Linked DNA regions of Zea mays: region 2 is linked to region 1. A link is a contact called in public Hi-C data. All regions are on one chromosome and are shown on one strand. Each heading gives the region's core, a stretch centred on a gene start, on an enhancer-like site or on the middle of the called end of the contact. The rest is flanking DNA. Distances are from core to core; before and after follow the strand shown.

Evidence for each region. Hi-C and Micro-C count contacts between places; a contact is called where the count stands out from the background.
Region 2: a contact with region 1 is called in a Hi-C map of endosperm, with 2.3 times the contacts expected there. The contact joins the enhancer-like site here to the promoter of LOC100284810 in region 1. A contact is called at or near these places in 2 of 25 Hi-C or Micro-C datasets (endosperm and leaf).

What each region holds. Positions count from the first base shown.
Region 1 is chr5:205,959,448-205,962,198 of Zm-B73-REFERENCE-NAM-5.0, forward strand. LOC100284810 reads right to left here and starts at 1,330. Exons shown (of 1, transcript NM_001157705.2): 1 at 13-1,330. The coding sequence starts at 1,193. The coding sequence ends at 339.
Region 2 is chr5:206,129,922-206,132,672 of Zm-B73-REFERENCE-NAM-5.0, forward strand. No RefSeq gene overlaps it. Among protein-coding and RNA genes, the nearest start is that of LOC109939591, 5.5 kb to the left of the region's middle. Within about 2 kb of position 1,435, at least 18 of the 20 cell types and tissues checked have an H3K27ac peak or open chromatin away from gene starts, as enhancers often do. A contact at or near this core is called in endosperm and leaf, where this site is marked.

The DNA.
Region 1 (2,751 bases), core at 80-2,579:
TTCAAACTTTGCAGAAGATGAAATCGAAATTACACAAGTAGCTGTACAAACATGAATATGTAGTTACTTGGAAGCAGTACAAGCAGCTCGTTACATCGCCACAAAATGTTGGGCCGACAAGCAGTACTAAACTACGCAGTAGTATATATGTCAACGGGGGTGTTTTGGACTTGGTTTGGGGTGTGTGTGCCAGTCTTGCATACTCTTCTTCTTCACGGATAGACAAAATGTAATAAATCCAAAAAAAAAAAAAAACAAAAAGAAATTTTAAAACGTGGACTAATCTGGATTTGGTGCATGGAATGGAAGGACGAAAATGGTGAAGGTGGAAGCAATCATCACCGGAAGCGGCCGACGTCGGCGAGCTTCCTGGAGCGACAGCGCGTAACGGAGGCAGCAGACGAGAGACTGTGGAGCGGCGACGGCCGGAACTCGGAGGAGAAGGAGCCCGGGTCCGGCGGCTGGACGTGGCGGCGGCGCCCCGGGCTGGGCCGCACGAGCGGGCTGAGGCAGACGGCGAAACCCGACGGCATGCTGTTCGTCTGGCGGCGCCGGCAGCGGGTCCTCCGCATGGGGGACGGGGACGGCCGCCACGGGGGATCCGCGGCGGGCGAGCTGCTCTCGTCGCCGCTGCCGTGGCTGTCCCGCTCCGGCGACAGCCCCCGGTTGCTGACCACGCGGCAGGAGCGCCTCGGCGGGGCTGACCGTGGCGAGGTGATCGAGGCCGGCGCCGCCTGCTTCTTGCGGCGGCGCGGCATGATCGCGGCGAACCAAGAATGTTTCTTCCGCTCCGTGGCGCCTTCCTGGTGCGTCTCTTCCGATCTGTGACCGTGGTGGTGGCCGAAGAGCGTGGCGAGCACGGAGAACTTGCCGGCGCGCCGCCTCTTGTACTCGTAGCCTATGTCGCCTTCCTCCAACGCGCCGCCGCCGTAGGCGGGCCCTACCTGCGGCGTCCGGAAGAAGAGCAGGCTCGGGTGGTGCCTGAGCGCGCCGCCCCCGCCCGACGTGTCCGACTTCCTGCGGGACACGTACGGGGACACCGACCTCGGGAACGCGGGCGCCGCGGCGGGCGGCGGCGGCGACGACGACGCGTCGCCGTTCTGCGCGGCCTCCAGCGCGATCAGGCGGTCGCGGAGGCACGTGGCACAGACGCCACCGCCGCCGACCTGGTACGGGTGCTTCTTGCACCTCATGCCCACCCCGTCGCACTTCGTCTCATCTCCTCTCCTCTCCCCGCGTACGCCGCCGGAGCGGCGGGGCGTTCCTTCGGCGCAGTAGATGGATGGGTGGATTGACGACGAGCCGGGCGCGGGTGCGGAGCCAAGCAAAATAGCGACTAGGCAGATGCACCTGCCTCCCTTACTTTCGATTATATACCCCGTTGGCTCTAGGATTGTGTCTTGTTTTAGTCTTTACTTGATACTCTAGTATTTAACTCAATTCAAGTGTTTTGAGGTGTATATTAGTTTAAGTTACATTCTAATCCACCTCAAAATATGTAGATTGATGTTAATAATAGAGTATACAAACTAGACTTTAGTGAGATAGTAGGGTACATATCTACCGTCACATCTCATATTGATTACAGTTTTCATGTGGTACTTGCTCTGTTCTTTTTTATTTGTCACCGTTTAGTTCGAAATAAACTATGGGTGGTAAATATTCAAGAACTAAGGTAGTATTTAGATGTTGTTTGGTTAGACCGTTTTGGCCCGTAATCCATTCACAGCGTGAAGCAATTACTTTGCATTATATGTAGTTGAACCACAGTATAACCGATCACACTTTTTATTAGTCGCTGGATTGGATAGTGCAAAATTACACTATCCAGCATGCGTATAGAATCTCGATACTGCTCTTCATCCAACGTTATCCAGTTTCGCTCCCATAATCATTCGGTCAATTTTGCACCATGCGTGCGTTTGGTCGGATGCGATGGGAGGCAGGAGAACCTTTTCCATTGGACGCTGCGGTTCCCGGGGGCGGGTGGGCAATAGAGGGAGGTGGACGAAGGCACGAGGCGGCGGAGGAGATGGATGTGGAATTGATAAAATCCCGGCAGCCGGCATGGAGGGGAGGGGGCCGGGGCGACCGAGCGAAGCTGCTGTTCTTGACGCGACGGCTTGTCGTGTTCGTTTGCCATGCGGTGGTGCGGCTTTGAGCCGACGATACCTCTGGTTTCGTTCGTCATTGGGTGGTTGATTCGGCGTTGGCTGGCTTGGCCCGTACTCGGACTGGGTCAAATTCTCTTGGCCTCGGACACATATGGCCCCGTTGCTGTTTTGCTTGTGCGTCGTGTGCCACTGTGGGCCCGTGCCAGGGCGTGGTGTGGGCGTGCGGCACGGTGGACCGGCACAGGCTGATGTCCGTTGGATACTTATTAAACTCAAAAGGGCTTGTTTGGAATATTGACATACACAATTACAATTACTACTACCATCATATATAAGTTGACAACCAATTAACATTCGCCGTAATCAAGGCTGTTCATCAGTTTTATGTCCGCACATGACATGACCCACCTTACCCACGACTATGTTGGATCTTTCGCCGACGAAACGAGCACGTGTGTATTTTAATACCAGGCAGCATTATTTCCAAGCTTTTTCGTCACTGAGATATCGAGTGTGCAGGATTGTGTTGGTTTCTGCGCCACATAACCGTCGCTCGCCGAACTAAATTGACCGGCCGCTGTGTATATCGCGCAGCTGCGGAAAGCCCACCGTACGTACTCCATTCTACTACGTGTTG
Region 2 (2,751 bases), core at 185-2,684, 170 kb after region 1:
ACTAGAGAAAAATATCTATATGTACTGTATCTCCTTAATTTACTTTCAATACATGTGTCGATTTCACGAAAGTAACTGCAGTGCAGACATCACTAGTGACCCTGCAACAGAAAAGAGCAAGGAGGACGACGCTTTTGCCACTGCCCAATGGTGGGAAACGACATTTGCTTTTAAGGGACACACCTCTGACGAACTGCACATTCTGGACTTCTCATCCGGACATACGATTGTAGCACGTTGGCAAAAAAACAGACAGCGTGACTATTGGGAAGCCTAAAGGACAGCGTGAGTGTACATCAAGCAAATGAGATTACTGGGCGAACACGAACACTCTCTCAGTGTCATCCTTTATTACCACCTTTAACGCATTTTGGAACCAAATCTGCAGATCATCCAATGCAGACGTACCCTAGTACTGCCTTCTCACACATGCAAGCGCGCCGGTGCATATTGGCGATGATGATGAAACACCAACTGAGCCAAACATTTGTGCCTTTTCAGCGACGGTGTCCTGTCCTGCTGTTAGGCGAAAAGCAACAGACGCATCCCCAATCCCGTCGTCGTCCAGTCCATCTCTGCACGCCGAGACGCCATGCACAGGAGCGCCGTGGCGAACGCCGGCGGCCCACGTCGGCACCCGAATCCCCCCCGCGATTTCCCCCTGCCGGCTGCCGGAGCTTGCGGCCGGACAGGGGCGTTTTTGCCCAACCCCCCCTCTTTTTCACCGGTGCTACGCGCGCGTATAAGTGGAGGGGAATATCAGGACGTACGCGCGCGCCCTGTGGTTGGCTTATCGTTTGGCACGCGTGCCCGCCATCCGCCCCGTCAGGCTCCACTTCCGCGCGCGCGCGCGCGGCCCTGCAGGCTGCAGCCGGGCGGGGCGGCCCCATCGACGGCGACCGTTCCGACCACGACATCGGGGTCGAGTCGACCACCCGATCGACGTCTCGACTCGACCGGTCATGCCAAGAGACCATCCCCAGTCCCCACCACTCGGCCGCAAATTCGCGGACGGGACGCGCGCGGGCGAGCAGTCAATCAGCGTGCACGCTGCATGCAAACAGCTGCTGGTTAGCTGGGCTGGGCAACTGCTGGCGACCCGCGCCGTGCGCTCGGGCGCGGCTGTGAGTGAGGACCGGTTAGGCTATCCGCAACCACTTTCCTCCCCTATTTTTTCATCTCTCGCAGCGGTTCCCCTAAATACTCCCATATACCCCACTACCACTATAAAATATCATTTTCTATACCAACTATCAATTTTTTATCTACTAACAATTACTCGTGGACCCACAGCACATTGTTTAAGGTGATAAACAGTGACACGCTAGATCTAGAGTGAGAGAGAAGGGGACCGACACGTAGGAGACGCTGTAGGGGCACCGCTGCGGCCATAGGGTGTCCCTCTACGCGCTGTATGCAAGGGGAGGGGGAGGGGCAGCGTCCACCGCTGTAGTTAGCCTAAGCCGCCGGGCCGGGCGGGCGCTGCCGTCTGTGCATGCCCCCGAGAGACCGGGACACGAAGGCGTTGGGCCAACTATTTCAGGTTCCGGTCGTCTTATCACGGATGGAATAATCGGATGCCGCGCGCGGGCGGACGTACAGACACGCTGCAGGCCTGCAGCGATCCACAACAGTGGGCGCGCGCACGAGACGGGAGCGAGTGGCTGTCTGCGAAGTTACATGCAGATCAACTTGCCGCTCGCTGCCTCGCTCCATCGATCGATGCACCGGCCGGCGGGCGTCTTTTGCATTGGCTCGACTCGACATGTGCAGCTTTCGCGTTGAAGCTTTTCTCCCTCCCGTTGCTGGCGGTCCTGCTCCGGTAGACATTCGCACAGTTCAAGAGATCCTGACCTACCGTTCCTCTGCGCAAGCCCCTTTAGCTCAGCGCGGCTAGCGCATGACAGTGTGTTCCTTGTCATTCCTGCGAGCTCTTTTTCTCGTGGTGGCGTACCGATGAATGTGCCCAAATGTTTTTGTCGGCAAGTCAGATATGATGGCAGGGAATATGTACATAGGCCCCACATATATAGCAGCGTTGTCAGGCGTGTGATATGTGTGCACAACCGTCACCACTTTATCTGCACTGTGGCATATAGGTCATAATATAGGCGTGTTGCATGCATGTGGTGGAATACACGACAAGATCTAATGTGTCTCTTAGATTAAAACAAACTATACCCTCAGAAAAAATGAGCAAACTTTTACAGAGGGAGTATAAATCATAAGTTCTCATGTAGTATCTATGGGTGTGTTTGTTTCCCTTCTAGATTATATAAGTTGCATTATGGTGAAAGAGTAGGAGAGTAAAATATCACTTTAGTACTACAAATAAGTTGAAATATAGCATTGCGTAACTTATTTCAGATTATTTGTTGTTCTAAAGCGATATTTTACCCTCATACCCTTTCTTCGTTCCTAAATTATAAGATATTTTGATTTTTTTTATTCATGGATTTTCTTTGCACTTATATATGCACTATAAAAATATTTATAGAAAGAAAAAAGTATTATACTTTAGAATAAAAAATACTATTTAAAATCTTTTATATTCAAATAAAAATTGATTATAGGTTCTTAACTGCAGTTTTAGTTACTACAACGATAATATAAAGAGTGTAAGAATGTTTAGGATCTATCCTTTTCTTTGTATCACGTCTCCTTAGTATAAACGTCGACACTTTATTTGGAGACTTAAAATTACAAATAGCAATACAAAGATATAATACTGAATATTGATAAAGTAGGTAC